2 separate regions of the Gossypium hirsutum genome follow, and region 2 is linked to region 1. The links are chromatin contacts, called in public Hi-C maps. All regions are on one chromosome and are shown on one strand. The core of a region is the stretch at or near the end of the contact, and the rest is flanking DNA. Distances in the headings are between cores, read along the strand shown.

Evidence for each region. A called contact is a pair of places that touch in the nucleus more often than the background predicts.
Region 2: a contact with region 1 is called in a Hi-C map of leaf, with 1.7 times the contacts expected there. The contact joins the promoter of LOC121229581 here to the promoter of LOC107897909 in region 1. A contact is called at or near these places in 2 of 34 Hi-C or Micro-C datasets (both in leaf).

Annotation. Positions count from the first base shown.
Region 1 is chrA05:98,719,021-98,724,113 of Gossypium_hirsutum_v2.1, reverse strand. It overlaps LOC107897909, which reads left to right and starts at 2,233. Exons shown (of 5, transcript XM_016823513.2): 1 at 2,233-2,717; 2 at 2,811-2,884; 3 at 3,405-3,710; 4 at 3,797-3,880; 5 at 4,712-5,093. The coding sequence starts at 2,334. The coding sequence ends at 5,072.
Region 2 is chrA05:99,072,134-99,077,226 of Gossypium_hirsutum_v2.1, reverse strand. It overlaps LOC121229581 (probable galactinol--sucrose galactosyltransferase 5), which reads left to right and starts at 2,793. Exons shown (of 4, transcript XM_041114231.1): 1 at 2,793-4,314; 2 at 4,770-4,947. The coding sequence starts at 3,079.

The sequences.
Region 1 (5,093 bases), core at 984-3,483:
TTATTCTTTGGGTTTTTCAATAACGACGCCTATGATTTATATTTTATTTTGTGATTAAAATATGTTATAAGTACATCTACTTTTAAAATTTTTGAATTTAGTTCCAGTCCTGGTTTTTTTATTTCCAGATATTTAATCTTGTTATTTTTCAAATTTTAAAATTTAGATCTAATTTTTAACACGATTTAATTTGTCGGTGTGACATTTTAAAAATAAATATTTATTTAGTAACTATGTAATTACAAAATTGTTGTAATTAATCTAAATTTAACAAAAAAATTAAATGGAGTTAACAATTGGACTTGAATTTTAAAATTTAAAAAGTAAATAGACTAAATTTATAAAAATAAAAGTATAAAGGTTAAATTTTAAATTTTAAATTTTAAAATTTCAAATAGTATAAAGACCTATCACATATTTTAATGTTATTTTATTTCATAAATGTTTTTAGGTTTTTTAAGAATTTTTGCTAATCATATCACATTAATACCTTGATCTCATCTAATATATATGTGGGTAAACTGAACTATATCACTAAATTATGAGTAAATTTTCGTTTTGGTCACTTAACTAAAAAAGTTACAATTTGCTTATTGAACTATTCAAAAGTTTTTATTTAAGTCACTGGACTGTTAAAATCGATGCTACATAGATTTCTTTATCTGTATTATCTGCACTAACCGAAAGTTCTCTTTCCCCTTCTCTTCTATAGTTCAGTTTTTTCATGAAATAACTTTGAATGTCACAAATTGTGAACCAAAATTCAAATGAATTTTTTTCTTCAATCTTCGACACTGACTGTTAAATCAACTTAGATCTAAAGTATGTTCTTTTACTCATTGATAGATATTGATCTCCTGTATCAATCATCGAATCATCGCTTGGAGTTCACTTCTGGAACTTTAAAAAAATACTTAACAACCCAGTGATTTAAATAAAAACTTTTGAATAGTTGAGTGACTTAAATGAAAACTTTAAAATAATTTAAGGACCAAATTATAACTTTTTTAATCAAGTGACCAAAACAAAAACTTATCTATACTTTTGTTGCTAATGGTGTAGTTTAACAATATGAATACGTATACTATTATTTGTGAAGTTTAATTTTTTTGACTATTCCGTTGGTATGAATTTGCTACTTCCTATAAATTTCATTTTAATTAGGCACAATATAATTTTCGACCCCTGAACTTGATAAGTAGGTCCATATTGGTTCCTATACTTTATTTGTATTCATTTTGATCTCTGAACTTGAAAATTGTTATTCATTTAAGCCTATTCTGTCACGTGAAAAAAAAATGGATAATGTAACTTTTGGCCCCTAAACTTGACAAGTAGGTCCACATTGGTCCATGAAATAGACAATTAGGTTTCCTTTAAAACTTGTACTCCTTTTTTATCCATTTTGATCATTGAAATTGAAAAATCTAAAAGTTAAATGTTGCGGCTCTCTAAGATTGTGCCACAACATTACTTGAAAAATAAAAAAAAATTTAGATGATGAGGTGGTACAATCTCAGAGTGTTATATTTAGTGTTTCAATAAATTCAGATAATTGAACAGGTTAGACCACCAATTCTCAATTCAACAAGTTTAATTGGTTCAATTGTCAAACTAACAATAATTAAATAATTAATTAAAAATTCATAAAAATCTAAAAGAAGTAAAATCGCATTTATATTTTTTACTTCTTTTTAGATTTTTATGAATTTTTAATTAATTAATTATTTATTATTGGTTCAATGGTTAACTGGTTGAATTGAGAACTGGTGGTCTAACCTGTTCAATCATAGGTTCGATTATTAAAACAAAAACTATGACACTTTAGGATTGTACCACATCATCATCTAAAATTTTTTTTTTAAAGAGTGTCACATCATTAAACTTTTAGGTTTTTTAAGTTTAGGGATCAAAATAGATCTAATTGTCAAGCTTAAAATTAACCCAAAAAAGTATAGGTACTAAAGTGAACCTAGTGGTCAAATTTAAGGGCTAATGTGGACCTACTTGCCAAGTTCAGGGGCCAATATGGACCTATTTGCCAAGTTCAGAGGTAAAAAGTTATATTATCTTCTTTTTTTTCACGATCATTAACAGAATGAGCTTAAATAAATAATGATTTTTAAGTTCATGAGTCAAAGTGGATAAAAAAATTTCAGGCCAATATAGACCTAATTATCAAGTTCAAGGCCAAAAGTTATATTATCCCTTATAATTAACTCAAATTGAAAAAAAAATAAAAAAAGAAAATAAAAGAGAAAGAAAGCAGTTCTACCGAACCTTCAATAACCCTAACACCAGCTAATCCGCTCCTTCAATCTCAGTCCGCGCGTATGATTTACGCTCGATTCAATTTTTCTTTCAAAGCTCCCCTTATGCGCATTGCGCACCCTTCCCCCTGCTTCTTCACATCCTCCATTTCCTTTGCTCGAACTCAGCTTAACGTTTCTCTAAAACCTTTGCCTTCTGTTTCTTCTTCTTCCATGGCGGATCCTAGCAACTTCTCAACTGTATCCGCCGAAGATGAGGCGAAGTATGGCTTCACGCGCGAGGAGATGTACTCGAGTAACCTTGCTGGCACCGTCAATCCTTACGACCGTCACTTGTTCCTCCGCCATAGGTCCTATACCGATTGGGCTTCCCGCGTCGAAGAGGATTCCCTTCCTAAGCTTTTCTCCTCCACTCTTAAGTCTCGCAAAAACGACATCCCTGTTAAGGTTCGTTCTTCTTGTTTCTATCAGTTCACCATTGCCTTTAAGGTTTGAATTTCAATTGATCTTTTTTTTTCCTTCTCTTTTTTTCTTTGATAGACACTGTTGACGGTTATTGAAGGAGAGCAATCTGATGGAGATGTGCTGATTTTCCCTGAAATGATCAAATACAAGTAAGTTTTCCTTTACTGTCTTGAATGTTTTAGAACTAATATCCTTTTTAGATATTGTTGACTTTCCTTTACAAGATCGGATGCTGTAAAACCGAATAGATTTTTAGTGAGAAATTTACTTTTCAAAAAAATTATCGGTTTAAGAATCTGATTCCCCCCCCCCCAAAAAAAAAGTAAAATGATTTCTGATTTGGTTATTTGTAAATCATGAAAGTAGCCTTTCTTGAATTATTGACTTCATTTTTTTTTATAACAGTAGACAATAATTTTCATGCTTAACTAAATGGTGAAATGTGTCAAAAGTTGAAGGTCTGACTGTGTCAATGCAATCCTCCTGTAAATTGTAGGCCAGCATATCATGCGCTAGAGTTTGCTTTATTTACTATTTTCTAATGCTTATATGTTGAGTTGAGATAGAATATTTTTCTTTTTTTGTTTGAAAAATAATGGGAAAATTCTATTAATAGATTATGAGATAAGGGATTCTTATGCTGAGGATCTTTTGTTGTTCTGATGGTAGGGGTTTGACTGAGGGTGATGTGGATGGCTTTGTTGAGGATGTGCTTGTGAATGGCAAACCATGGGCTTCCGGAGTGCAGGAGACGTTTACTGGTTCTTATGTCTTTGTGTGTGCTCATGGTAATCGTGACAAGAGATGTGGTGTATGTGGACCAATCCTGATTGAAAAGCTGAATGAGGAGATTGCATTGCGAGGATTGAAGGATCAGGTGTTTGTAAATGCTTGCTCTCACATTGGAGGGCATAAGTATGCTGGGAACTTGATTATCTTCAGTCCAGATTCCAAGGGAAAAATTACGGGCCACTGGTAATATCTACATCCCTGTCTCATCATGCTTCTTTGTATTGGATGGATTTTGATGTAATTGATTACTTCGCCTCAAACAATTGCAGGTATGGCTATGTTACTCCTGAAGATGTACCTGAATTGCTGGATCAGCACATTGCGAATGGCAAAATAATAGAACGTCTTTGGAGGTTTGTGGATTTTGACATTTTGTTTGTGCTGAACCTAAGTTAGTTAATGTGTAGTGTGCCCCTTTTGTTCCATTTCTGATGATATTCATCTATTCAAAATGGGTTTACTACCTCAATCTTTTGTCTGAACATGCTTAAAATGCATAAATTTGAAGTTATTCATTGAAAGAGTATCTAATTTACCATTAGACCTGTATGATTTACTGCAGCTGCTGAAGCCGTTCCTAGCATTGATTATCTTAACTGCTGACAAGGCAGTAGCTAATTGACTCTTAGCTTTATTTTGCACTAATACTACTTCAGAACTCTCTCTGGAGGCTGTCCTTTACTTGATTTCTGTGTAATGTTCTGATGAATGTTTCTTTTCTGACTTCATGCTACTTATGTTGGGCTTTTTTTTTTTGTATTTTTTTGCTAGGATTTTAGGGAAAATCATTTAAACAAGTGCTATTTACGCAATATACGGTCCTTTTTGTTTATGGGAAGCCCCATATCTATCAAATGGCTAATTCCTTATGCCTTAACAAACTTTTAGTTATTCCTTTTTCTGTTTTCTTTTCTTTTATAGTTAGTTTTACTTGCCATATTGCTTTGACTCTTCATTTGAGTCCCTGTGTCTGGCATTCGTGTCTAACCCGTATTTGGACATGGTACCAGGAGATGGCCCTCCAAAGATCCTTAAAATACATGAAAAAACTTAGAAATTTTTATTGCATTTGTGCTGGACACGTACTGTAGCTGATGCAATTAAGTTGAATAGCATAGTTCCTTGCAGCTACATGTGAAATGAAATAAATGCTTCTAACCATGTATTAACCCATACATCTGCAGGGGTCAAATGGGGGTTTCTACTGAAAGTGGTGATGGAACAGGGGAACAGAAGCTTCCGAATGGGACAGAAGTGAAGAAAAATGAGAAGCCTGAAGAGTCAACTGTTCAAAAGACCAGGGAAAATGTCGGCGGTTGTTGCCAGGGTGCTAATGGGTCTAGCTGTTGCATGACTGCTAGCTCGGAAGTAAGTGAAACAAAGAAAACTGAAGAAACAACAAAAGCTCATGGAAAAAAGGGGCTGTGCGGTTTGACAAGTTGGGTAGGATCATGGGATCAACGTGATGTTCTTACAGCAGCAGCGGTGGTTGGAGCTGTGGCAACCGTTGCTGTGGCTTATAGCTACTATAGAAGGTCAGGCTGAATTAAGGACATGTAATCCAAT
Region 2 (5,093 bases), core at 1,544-4,043, 350 kb before region 1:
ATCACTTATCCATTAACTCTTAACGGAATGGTAAGTAGCATTTACTAAGATAAATTCAATCCTCCTAATTATGCCATGTGAATTTTATAATTTCCACATAATTTTCTTGCTAAATGGAACTGTGTGTTTTGCACGAATAAAAATCATCTCTTTAGTTTCTTTCTCCTTCACCTTCTACTTGCTCTCCTCAAAGTTGATCAAAAAAGTTAAACTAAACCTAGAATTTGATACTCGTGAATTTCAGGCCACCGTACCCCAACCACAAGTCGATTCGAAACTTTGACCCCTAATAATTTTCATCTAAACTCTTCAAATCTAACCTTTGTATTATTCATAGCTAGATCGAATCATGACTCTTAAACTATTTGAGTTGACCTTCAAATGTTTCATTGCTAAGCTAACTTGAAGACATAGATATTATAGTAAAGAATGTAGTAAGTAATCTTCACCTTCAAGTTCTTTGCTTTTGACTTAAAAGAAAGAAGGACTTTCATTTAACTCCATTAATGCTCATAAATAGAAAATTTGTCAAGAATCATTCAAAGAAAAATAATTGCATTTACAATGAACAAAAAAAAAATCATTTTTCAAACTAATACTATAAATTTCATTTTTTTTGGTCTTAGACTTTTTTATTTTTCTATCAAATTTTCATTGTTCTCTGCAAGGTTTTTGAAATAAACATATGCACACACTCTTATAGTAATGATAATTGTATCACACCTTACATTTTTCTTCTAGCGTTTTCGAGTACTTAGGCACAAAATAGCTTTGAAACAGAGGTTGGATTTGAAGAGTTTTACGAGGAAAAACCTAATTTTTAGGGTTTCTGAGCATTCTAAAGTTCATAAATACATACTAGAAGAGGACTTAAGGGAGCACGCAAAGAAGAACAAAGAAATTACTTGAAGAACACCATTGGAAGCAACTCAGAAGCGGATCTCATTCAAGATTGAAGATCTCCATTTAATTTCTCTAGAAGTTTTATTGGGTTTCTTTATGTCTTGCTGCTATCTTAACATTGAGATGTTTTAATTCCAAATTATGAACTAAATTCCCTAGATACCTAGGGAAAATGAAACCTATGATGAATCTTATTATTTGAGCTCTGAATTACATGATAAATACTTGATTCTTGTTCTCAATTATGTATGCTTATTTCATGTTTTAATATTTTCAAGATATTAATTCATGTTAAATGTGCTTATCTCAGTGGAGCAAAAGTCTCTGTTTAAGAGTAAATCTAGTATAATTGAGTGGAGTTGCATGCAATTCTAGAAATAGGACGACATAAATCTATCGGATTAGAGTCAAATTTAATAAGAGAACTCATAGATCGAGTTAATGCGACAATAGGGGCTTTAATTAGAAAGAGATTTCAATTAATCAACCTAGAGTTAGTTGTTCTTACTCTCGAAAAAGATGTTAACATAATTTAGGGATTTCTACAGATCAAGGCACAAGTGAATAAATCGTTTAATTCAGATTCAGAATAATAAGTGAAGTCTAGGTGGATTCTTTCCTAGGTATTGTTTATCTCATTGGTTTTATTCGATTATTTTCCTAATTCACTCTCTGTTGCGTTCTTAATAATTAGTTTAGTAAATTTAGATTAAAAATAATCATCCCAATTTACCGGCTAAATAATAGAAAAATAGTAATTACTAGTACTTTTAGTCCTCGTGGATACGATATTCGCTACTCACCTTAATTATACTATTGCTTAATAGGTGTGCTTGCCTTTATCGTAATTATAGTTAGTTTAGTAACCATCAACACTTTTATAGTAATGATAATCGTATCACACCTTACATTTTTCTTCTAGTGTTTTCGAGTACTTAGGAACAAAATAGCTTTGAAACAGAGGTTGGATTTGAAGAGTTTAGGTGAAAATTACCATGGGTCGAAGTTTTGGATCAACTTGTGATGGAGGTATGGTGGCTTGAAATTTGTGGGTGTCAAAGTTTGGGTTTAGTTTAACTTTCTAATCAACTTTGGAGAGAGCATTAAAGGGTAAAGGAGAAAGATGGTGAAGAAATGATTTTTATTGGTGTAAAACGCATTGTTTCATTTAATATGGAAATTAGAAAATTCACATAGCATATTTAGGTGGATTAAATTTATCTTAGTTAGCGCGATGCGACCATTTCATTAAGAGTTAACAAATGGCTAAAAAGAGTAATCTTAAAAAATTTTAGTGACTAAATTATAACTTTTTATAATTTAGTGATCAAAATAAAAAATTATATATAGTTAGTGATGAATGTTATAGCTTACCTATAATAAAATTTAGTTTATAAAAAATACGATATTTAAATCATTTCTCGATTTAATTAGAACTTATTGATGATTTAAACAAAATAATAATATAAATAAGTTGTTATCGAATTTGAATAGCAGTTTTATACTTTTGTAAATTTATTAAATTTAAATGGAACCATATTTATTGAGACTGATTTTGTTAGTATTGTTTATTATTTTTTGGAATTTAATAAAATGAATTAATTCTTTGAAAAATATATGTAAAATTATCGATGTGGCATCCTTTTCAATCTAGTCAAAACAAAATACCAAGATTTAAGGAGCCTCTATATTTTACACTTGTCGATCCTTCTGGACTTTCAAACTTTTGACATGATTGATGACATAATAGAAAGTATCTTGGATAATCTAAAGTAAATTTCATTTAATAAAGAGTATGACCCACACTATTCAATAAAATTAATTAAATAAAGCAAATTTCAAATCACCCCCTCGCTTTTTTATTTTTTTTTAAATTTCTTTTTAAATTTAATATTTCCTTCCTTTTTTCCTGCAAATGAAACTTCTCCTCAACTTCGCTCTGAATTAAGCCTATAAATTAGAGCATTGGCCAGTTCGATTGAGCAACCAAAGCAAGCAAATTTTAAAGCTTTTAAAAACACAAAATCAAAGCAAACTATTTTCACTGATTTTTATTTTTCCTTTTCAAAATCTCAGTTTTTTTCTTACCTCATTCAATTGACTGTTTCGATCTCTTTTGATTTCTTAAAACAAAACAGCAAAAACCCTTTTTTTTATTTGGTTTGGTTTTTCATTATGGCTCCAAGCTTGACGAAGGTTAGTTCTGGTGTTTCAGGCCTAGTTGATGGCCATAACAACCAGTCATTAATCTCACTGGAAGGCTCAAACTTCATTGCCAATGGCCACGTTTTTCTCACTGATGTCCCTGCTAACATCACTGTTACTCCTTCCCCTTATGTTTCCACCACTGACAAATCAATTCCCAGTGTTGGATCCTTTGTAGGGTTCGGCACTGTTGAATCGGACAGCCGCCATGTTGTTCCCATTGGGAAGCTGAAGAACATCAAGTTTATGAGCATTTTCAGGTTCAAAGTCTGGTGGACCACTCATTGGGTTGGTTCCAACGGGAGCGACCTTGAAAACGAAACTCAAATGGTGATCCTCGATAGATCAGACTCCGGCAGGCCTTATGTCCTCCTCCTCCCTCTCATCGAAGGCCCTTTCAGGGCTTCGCTTCAGCCCGGAACAGACAACAACGTCGACGTTTGTGTCGAAAGCGGCTCGACGAAGGTGGCTGCAGCCAGCTTCCGGAGTGTTGTTTACGTTCACATCGGCGAAGATCCGTTCATTTTGGTGAAGGATGCCATGAAAGTGATTAGGACTCACCTTGGAACCTTCAAGTTGTTAGAAGAGAAAACCCCACCAGGGATCGTGGACAAATTTGGTTGGTGCACGTGGGACGCATTTTACCTTACCGTGCACCCTCAAGGTGTTTGGGAAGGTGTGAAAGGTCTTGTCGACGGTGGGTGCCCACCAGGGCTGGTGCTGATTGATGATGGGTGGCAATCCATTAGCCATGATGAGGACCCCATCACTAAAGAAGGCATGAATTGTACCGTGGCCGGGGAGCAAATGCCATGCAGGCTCTTGAAGTTTCAAGAGAATTACAAGTTTAGGGACTATGTTAGCCCAAGGAGTTTGGCTAATGGTTCCACTAATAAGGGCATGGGTGCCTTTATCAAGGATCTTAAGGAGGAATTCAACACTGTAGACTTTGTTTATGTGTGGCATGCCCTGTGTGGATATTGGGGTGGTTTAAGGCCTAATGTCCCTGGATTGCCGGAAACCAAGGTTATTAAGCCGGAATTGTCTCCGGGATTGAAGAAAACGATGGAGGATCTTGCCGTCGATAAGATTGTCAATATTGGTATCGGATTAGTGCCGCCGGAGATGGCTGATCAACTTTATGAAGGAATTCATTCTCATTTGGAAAATGTTGGAATTGACGGAGTTAAAGTTGACGTGATTCATGTAAGTGATTACTACTATTATTTTTAATTAAAAGAATTTAATTTATTTTAAAATATTTAGATGTAATTGTTTCTTAAAAGAATGATTTTTTTTTAAATATGAGTTTTAATAGGTATCCAAGATTTCTAGAAAATTCATGAAAATAAAAAATTGAAAGTGTCTATGCTATGACCGACCAAATCTTAATCCTTTACTTTTTCTCTTTTTTTTTTTTTACTTTGACTAGAGTTTTAATATACAGACAAAATTTCGGTTTGGTTCAGTTACTTTGACATATTTCACATTTGGTCGGCACGTAACTGCTCCTAATAATTTTATTTGCCACACGTTATTTTTGGTCATTTCTCAACAAATCTTTGTCACAAAATTTTAAAACAAATATTTTTTTTTACATCTTTTAATCTGATTTTATCATAATTTAAATATTTAATTATGTTGTTTTCTTTTTGAAACAGCTGTTGGAAATGCTGTGTGAAAACTATGGTGGAAGAGTTGATCTTGCAAAAGCTTATTATAAAGCTTTAACAGATTCAGTTAAAAAGCATTTCAAAGGCAATGGTGTTATTGCCAGTATGGAACACTGCAACGATTTCATGTTTCTTGGAACAGAAGCCATTTGTCTTGGTCGTGTCGGTAAGTAATTAATTGACAAATATATGTTTCTTCATCTAATCAAGACATAAATGTATAATTAATGTAGCATTGGGACATTGCCTGTTTTCTGGGTAAGCTTGATTTTGACATAAATAAATAAATAAATAATAATTAATTTGTATTAA